Regions from separate parts of the Mus musculus genome. Here region 1 is linked to region 2. A link is a contact called in public HiChIP or PLAC-seq data. All regions are on one chromosome and are shown on one strand. The core of a region is the stretch at or near the end of the contact, and the rest is flanking DNA. Distances in the headings are between cores, read along the strand shown.

Region 1 (4,111 bases), core at 434-2,933, 160 kb after region 2:
ATATTTGCATAATTGGTTTAAAAAATACTGCCAGGAGCCAGGGGGTAGAGTAGCACATGCCTTGAATCCTAGCACTTGGGAGGCAGAGGCAGGTCTGTGAGTTCGAGGCCAGCCTGGTCAACACAGTGAGTTCCAGGACAGCCAGGGCTACACAGAGAAACCCTGTCTCAGAAAATAAATAAATAAATAAAACTGTCAGGAAAGCCAGGTGTTGGGGTCTTAGTTGCTCTTGGGAGGCAAAGGCAGATCTCTTTTAAGTTGGAAGTCAGGCTTAGTCTACAAAGCAGAACAGCCTGAGAGGGCTGTTACTCAGAGAAACCATGTCTGGAAACAAGCAAAATACTGCTAGGAATTCAGAATTCTGTAAGATAGTTTAGAAGTTCATGGATATGGTTGATGATTCAACTTCAGTTAATTAATACAAGGACTCATGACAACTTACCACTGGATTAAGCAACGCCCTCCACGATAGCTCTATTGCGCCGTGAAGGGGCCACCTAAAATCCTATCTGGATGGTGGGATGGGGGTCTCACCAATCGCACAACGGGACAATTTTCAAGACAAGACCCCCGAGGAGGTTCCCTGCCAAGGTTTTCCCCATAAAGGAAGTCCAGAACGTGATAGGAAGAGGCTGTCCGGTTGTGCTTCCACAACTGCACTGCCTAACTTTCTCAGAGCGTCAGCTTCCTTTTGGGGCTGCAAGACTCTACAGGAAGCATGTACTCGAGGGGACCCGGGCAGGAACCCGAGAAAGTATCGCCGGACTTCGAGGGAAAGATTTCCTCTGCTTCCCACTAGGAGCGGCCTGCACTTTTTTTTTTTTTTTTTTGCGTGATCCACATGGTTAAGAACCAGAGACTTGCAGAGGAAGCCCAGCCTCCAGGGCCCTTCAGAACAGCAAATGCTGAGGAGCCGGGCAGACCTCAGGAGTCCCGCGTGGCTGAGGAGCCCCGGGAGGCTGGAGAGCCAGGCAGAACTAGGGGACACCGCACACCTAAGAAACCAGGTAAACCTTGGGACCCCCGCAGGGCAGAGAACCACAGCTCATCGCTGCGGAGCCGGGTAGTACTGGGAAGGCTCGAATAACTGGAGAAGCGGGCAGAACCGAGGAGCCCCTCACGGTGAGGGAGCCCCACATAGTTGTAGAGTCCCGCGCTGCCCTTGAGTCTCCCTCCCGCTCAGGGGGGAGGCCCAGCCAGCGCCGGCTCCCCGTCGCTCAGCACACCTGAGCCGCGCCCAGCCGCCAGCCGGCCACTGACCGGCCCGCGCGGCTGCCCGTCCTCCCCGGCCCGGCCCGGCCCAGCCCGGGCATCGGCTCGCGGGGGTCCCGGCCCACCGCCCCGATCTCGCCCAGCCTCTCGATCCCATCGTACCTGGCCGGCAGCCGCGACGGTGGCGGTGCTGCTCCTCAAGTACCCGTTCCTCACTTCCCCGTTCTTGACGCAGCCGTTCGCCCGCATCGGGCGGCGGCAGCAGCAGCCTCCGGGCTCCGGCCGCATCCTCCCGGCAGCACCCGGCAGCAGGACAGGCTCTGGAGGTGGCGGCGGAGCCAACTCCCGCTCCGCACCGCACCCACCTCTCCGAAACCGGAAATGGCTGCAGCGCCGCTGCCAATTCCCGGTCCGGCCGTCACGCGAGGGCGGGGCCACCCGAGAAGACGGGGCTCGCCGAAGCCCGGCAGCCGGAGGGAACATGGGGCGGGGTCTATCGGCTATTGACCAATCCAAAGGCGAGAGGGGCGGATCTCATGCTGATTCTGGCGAATTAAGAGCAAGGGAAAAGCGGCTTGCAGACATCAAGGGGACTTCTTCAGAGGAACTCGAGAACTGAGCAATTGATTGGAGCCCTAGCCAGGTCGTAGGTGGAGCTTTGCCGCCTACTGGTCCAGGTTGAGAAGGAGGCGGAGCCCGGAAAGGAACAGCCAATTAGAGTGTGGAGAAAGAAACAGGGGCTGAGCCTATTTCCAGAGCCTGTTCCCGGTTCTCTAGCACTGGTGGTGGTTGCCCTCTGTGCCCTTCCTCCCGAGAGGTTCTCAGGTTGAATCCGAGCCCAAGACAGGCAGCTCCTTTATTTCATTAGCAAATTCCTCTGTGGGTGTTAATAGAATAGCCTTTTTGACAGTCTCTCACTGTTCTTCATTGTGAACTACGCGAACGCCTCGCGCGCACATCACTTGTTTCTATCCGGGTTTTCCTAGGGCAATTTCCTTTGAAGACTTTCCTTGAAAGTCAGGAGACTTGATCTGTTTCCAGATCTTGTGATAACTGAAACTGAAACTTGAGGAATTAACTCCTTTAGGAGCCAAGTTCTTTTAAAATTCTTCCTGCTTCATGGACTCATTTGCCAGAATTACATTAGTAAAGCGCTGGACACCTATCACAATACCTAATCCAAATCAGTAGCAAAAGAAATTGATCTACATTTCAGCATTACAAAGACCTTTAGTTACCCATAAAAAAAAAAATCAATGTCATAATTAAGAGTATGACTCAGTCTAGGTTTGAATCCTGGCTGCCTCACCTACTAGCTGAGTGACCTCTATGTTCCTCTGCTCAGGGGGATAATAACAGTTGCCATAAGAGAATCTAATGAGTTAATGCCTGTAATGTATTTTGCTTAGGACCTGGCAATTAGTAAGTATTCATTAAGTGCTGGTTATTATTAATTGCCGAATGCATCTGTGTGAATCCCTGTGTCACACAACCCCTTCTCCCCTGGAGCTTTAGAACTGCGTTGGCAAGGTTATTTGTTTTGCTTGATTTAGAAGAGGTACTCTTAACAGCAAGTGGAGCAAGGACAAAACTTTCAAGTCACAAACCCTTTGATCTCAAAAGTGAACACGAGAATCAAAAAGAACTCTATGGGGCCTGGAGAGATGGCTCAGCAGTGAAGTACTGGACACTGCTTGTCCAGAGTACCTGGATTTGGTTCTAGCACCCACATGGTGGCTCACAGCTATCTATAACTCCAGTGCCAGAGGAATCAAAGCCTTATTCTGATTTCCCAGGGCACCAGACACAAACTTGGTGCACATACATACATGCAGACAAGACACTCACAGACATAAATTAAAATCTCCTTTTTAAAAGTTTTTTTTTTAAAAAAAAAAAAAAGCTCTGTATGCCTTTAAGCTAAGCATAGTAATGCATTGATACAGTCTCAGCACTCCTGAGGTAGAGGCAGGAGTGTAGATGTTCAAGATAATCTTTGTATATATAACCTGTCCAAGCTAGCCTGGGATATAGGAGTCCCTGTCTTAAACATGATGGGGTGGGGATAAGTAACTCAATCAGTGAAATACTACCAGGAAAACAAGAGGAGTTAAGTCCAGATTTTGAGCATCTAGTTAAAATCCCCATGCTTAGGACACAGAGATGAAAGGGTTCCTAGAGTTCTCTGGCCAGCTGGTCTAACTGAATTGGTGAGTTCCAATGTCAGGCAAAGACCCTGTCTCAAAAATAAGGTAGAGATGATGGGTGATGGTGGCATATGCCTTTGATTCCAGCCCTCAGGAGGCAGAGGCAGGCAGGCAGATTTCTGTGAGTTCAGGCCAGCCTGGTCTACAGAACAGGTCCAGAATAGCCAAGGCTACACAGAGAAACCCATTCTTGAAAAAAAAAAAGAAAGAAAGAAAGAAGGAAGGAAAGAAGAAAGGAAAAAAAGAAGAAAAAGAAAAGTAGAGAACAATTAGGGAAGATACCCGATGCTGACATCTGACTGTCATGCACATACACGTAAACACATGGACACACAAAGAAGTGTATGCCTTATGAAGCTTACTTTCAAAAATCAAGATATGGCATGAAGAGATGGCTCAGTGTTTTGGCTGCTCTTCCAGAGGATGAAGATTTGAGTGCCTAAACCTACCTGGCAGATCATGAGCATCTTTACCAATAATCGGATGCCCTGAAAAGATATACATGAAGTTAAATAAAATAGAAGGGCAACCTTTTGAAGAATAAGAAGGAAGAGGAGGAGGAGAAAGAGGAGAAGAAGAAAGAAAAGCAAAGAAAGAAGGAAAGAAAAAAAAAGAAAGACAGACAGAAAGAAAGAAAGAGGAGGAGCACTGACTGCTCTTCCAAAGGTTCTGAGTTCAAATCCCAGCAACCA
Region 2 (3,520 bases), core at 568-3,067:
AAAAATGACTCAAGAAACCCAGAGAGTGACTGTGAAGCCACCTTCTCTCCTACATTGGTTGTCAGTATGACAGGAGATGAAGGGACACTCTTTACTCCCTGGGAAGAGGCCCATTTGCCCTTTACAGCACAATGTGTGTTGATCACAGCAAAGGGAAGCAGATAGGGCTAAGACAGACAGGGCTAATGACAAAGGTCCCTGCCCACAGCAGGGAGGAACTAGGGAAGACTGCAAGATTAAAGGGAACACCCCCCTGTCTTTTTTTTTTTCGTCCCAGACATTGAATTCTCCTGGGTTTTGTTTTGTTTTGTTTTTTGTTGTTTTTCTTTGTTTTGTTTTGGTTGGTTTTGATCTTTTTAAAATTTTTTTATTTTTTTGAGACAGGTTCACATGTAGTTTTAGCTGCCTTCAAACTGGTTATATAGCCCAAGAGTCTCGATACCCTGATTCTCCTGTCTCCTCCTCTCCAAGGCTGGAGTTATAGGCATGTACCACCAAGCCCAGCTCATTCTCTTGTTCACATAGCTATTTCCCCTGGTTGTTTCTAGCCCAGACTTAAGGATCCACAAATTAGGCTACTCCATTCTGCCCAACAAAGGTTGCTTTTTCTTACCAAGCTCTTTGCATTCCAAACTCAAATAACTAAGAATGTATCTGCTTTGTGCTTTACAGACACAGACATACACACACACACACACACACACACACACACACACACACACACACACACACAGAAAGAGAGAGAGAGAGAGAGAGAGAGAGAGAGAGAGAGAGAGAGAAGGTAATTGTCGAAAGAATGCCAGAAATAGTTACACAGTTGTGCCATTACCAAGATTATTGTAGGGGCAGGTACCCCGGATAATCGTTGTATCTTGGAGAGCAATTGGGACCTCCTCATTCTCTCCCCAGATGTTGTCATAATCCTCAGCAAATTGGTACTGGGGCCTCAGGATATTGGTGTGGTTCAGTAAACTTTTCAACCTGGAAGCCACAAAGACAGGGAATACAGACTGGAATAAGTGACTTTCCAATCTACTGCATCTGAATTCAGGCCAAACCCCAGACTCTCCCCTGCAAGCCACTGCTCAGGCAACAAGCTATGGGCCCACTGTGCGCTCAGGGCACTGATTAGATTGTTCAACCATCCACCTAATATTTACTGAATGTTATCTTGTGCCTAGCTCTTGGCTAGATGCAAGACTACAAAACAAAAACAAAAACAAAAACAAAAAAACCCAATGTTTGGCATGTATTTTTAGTAGCTTCTCATGTTGTTCTCTGGTGTCTTCTCATTGATGCCCCAAGTGGGAATGGAGTACTGGAAAGCAGCAGGCCATTAATATTTTAGGCAGGGAAAGTCATCCAAACCCCAAGTGCTGTTTGTGTAAAACTGGAGGAAGACAGAACTAGAAAGGCTGGCGGGGTCTTTCTGCAGGTCAAGCTGCCTCCTCCTCCTCATTACTGAGCATGCCTAACTCCAAGAGGTAGGCCAAGAGGCTATGAGTTCCGCTCTCATCCTGACAAGATACCTGGGTAGCGGAATGGCGGATACAAAGCTGTACACGGTGCAGTGCTTGTTGAGTTTGGATTGAATTTCTAGGCAGATATTAGGCAGCTGGGCAGGCAGACAGCAGAGGAACAACACTTTGGCCCAGCTCGCCACAGCAGCGTTGTCATAGACGCACCGGACCCCTAGTTTCCGTAACTCACCTGGGAGGGAGAAAGAACACAATAATGCAGAGAAGTTTGACCTGCACATCAGCTGTGGGGAGAGGATGGCGGTAAGGGTGTTTCAGGAAGCAGCTTAAGTCACGTGGCCACAGAAACCAGCCGCTGGTTCCTGGAAGCCTCTGTGAGCTTAAGCCCCACCCCCACTCCCCAATAACCCCTTTGCGAAAGCAGCTGGTACCACTGAGGCAGAGACTGGGCTTCTTATGTGATTGCTGTTGCTTTGATTTTGGAACAAATGCTGGATGTTTTTATTTTTGGAGGCATGTGCCACCGCCTTCCAGCTTGGAATCTTATCTCTAATGGGCATATAATAGGAATGTAACATGAGCTTAAAATCACCTTTTTATAATAAGATTAATCTTTCATGGAAATATATCTTAAATCCGGAGAAGAAAGTAAAGGGGGCGGGGGAAGCACAAAGCACTCACAACTGTAGCTCTGCCTCATCTCCTCCCCAGAATGCCCAGACACCAGCGACACAAACTGCCCTGATAAGGTCAGACACACTAGGAAGTGCTCTCAAAGCCAGCCGGGTGACAGTGAAAGGGCTTAAAAATCTTTATTTTAAAGAATGCTAAATGATACGAAATGCACTTCCGATGCATCAGGTGAAAAGCCAGTATACAATATACTTCAAAAAAGGGTGGGGTGGGGGAACGACGATAGCCTGGTTAAAAAGAGTATGGATGGTTATCCTTTCTTCCAGGGTAATTTGTCTACAGTATGCATACTGCTTTGCAATGTTATTTTGCATTTTATTGTAGTGTAATTTACATACAGTACCACATGGAACTCTGAAGTATACAGCTTGAACAGTTTTGATAAGGGCATACATCCATGTAGCCCACAGCTCCCTCTAGACCAGCAGTTCTCAACCTTCCTAATGCTTCAACCCTTTAATACAGTTCCTCATGTTTTTGTGACCCCAAACAATAAAATTTATAGCCGGGCGTGGTGGTGCACGCCTTTAATCTCAGCACTCGGGAGGCAGAGGCAGGTGGATTTCTGAGTTCGAGGCCAGCCTGGTATACAAAGTGAGTTCCAGGACATCCAGGGCTATACAGAGAAACACTGTCTCGAAAAACCAAATAAATAAATAAATAAATACATACATACATTTATTATTATTGTTATTGTTGTATAATTTTTTGTTTTTTGAGATAGGGTTTGGTTTCTCTGTGTAGCCCTGGCTGTCCTGGAACTCACTTTATAGACCAGTCTGGCCTTAAGCTCATAGGGATCTGCCTGTCTCTGCCTCCCGAGTGCAGGGATTAAAGGCATGTGCCATCTGGCCATAAAATTATTTTTGTTGCTACTTCCTAACTGTAATTTTGCCACTGTTGTGAATTGCAATGTAAATATCTGTGTTTTCTGATAATCTTAGTCGTTTGACATTCCCCCTCCAAAGGGATCATGACCTACTAGTTGAGAACCACTACCCTAGATGTAAAGTATTTCCTTCTCCCCAGAATGTTCTTTGGGCCCCTTCTTCACTCCACTTCCTCAAAGACAAATACTGTTCTTGTTTCTATCACATTAGTCAACACCTAGAATCACTGTAAATGTTTGTACTCAGATGACAGTTTTTTAAAATATAAGGCCAAATGTAAATATTTGGTAACTTTTTTTTTCTAGACTAATATTCCAGTTAGATTTAAATACTATATGAACATCCCCCCTCCCCCCCATATCTTATACCCAGAAAGAGGGACAGATATAATAAGTGGAGAAAAGTCGTCTTAACCAACAAGTTTATAATTGAGGGCCAGCCAGCAGGGAAGGCACCTTT

The links. HiChIP or PLAC-seq counts read pairs in DNA pulled down with a chosen protein or histone mark.
Region 1: a contact with region 2 is called in an H3K4me3 HiChIP or PLAC-seq map of embryonic stem cells, with 15 read pairs. The contact joins the promoter of Sptlc2 here to the enhancer-like site in region 2. A contact is called at or near these places in 6 of 39 promoter capture datasets (the HPC-7 cell line, cranial neural crest, embryonic stem cells and 2 more), 4 of 115 datasets of contacts at active chromatin or transcription factors (the SCID.adh cell line, bone marrow-derived macrophages and embryonic stem cells) and 2 of 9 other capture datasets (adipose tissue and liver).

The regions. Positions count from the first base shown.
Region 1 is chr12:87,386,672-87,390,782 of GRCm38.p6, forward strand. Sptlc2 (serine palmitoyltransferase, long chain base subunit 2) reads right to left here and starts at 1,684. Exons shown (of 12, transcript NM_011479.4): 1 at 1,375-1,684. The coding sequence starts at 1,500. It overlaps Gm33444 (a long non-coding RNA gene), which reads left to right. Exons shown (of 3, transcript XR_381803.4): 1 at 1-1,007.
Region 2 is chr12:87,223,329-87,226,848 of GRCm38.p6, forward strand. Noxred1 (NADP+ dependent oxidoreductase domain containing 1) reads right to left here. Exons shown (of 8, transcript NM_027744.1): 5 at 1,530-1,710; 6 at 830-981. Among named protein-coding and RNA genes, the nearest start is that of Noxred1, 14 kb to the right of the region's middle. Within about 2 kb of position 1,818, at least 20 of the 459 cell types and tissues checked have an H3K27ac peak or open chromatin away from gene starts, as enhancers often do. A contact at or near this core is called in embryonic stem cells, where this site is marked.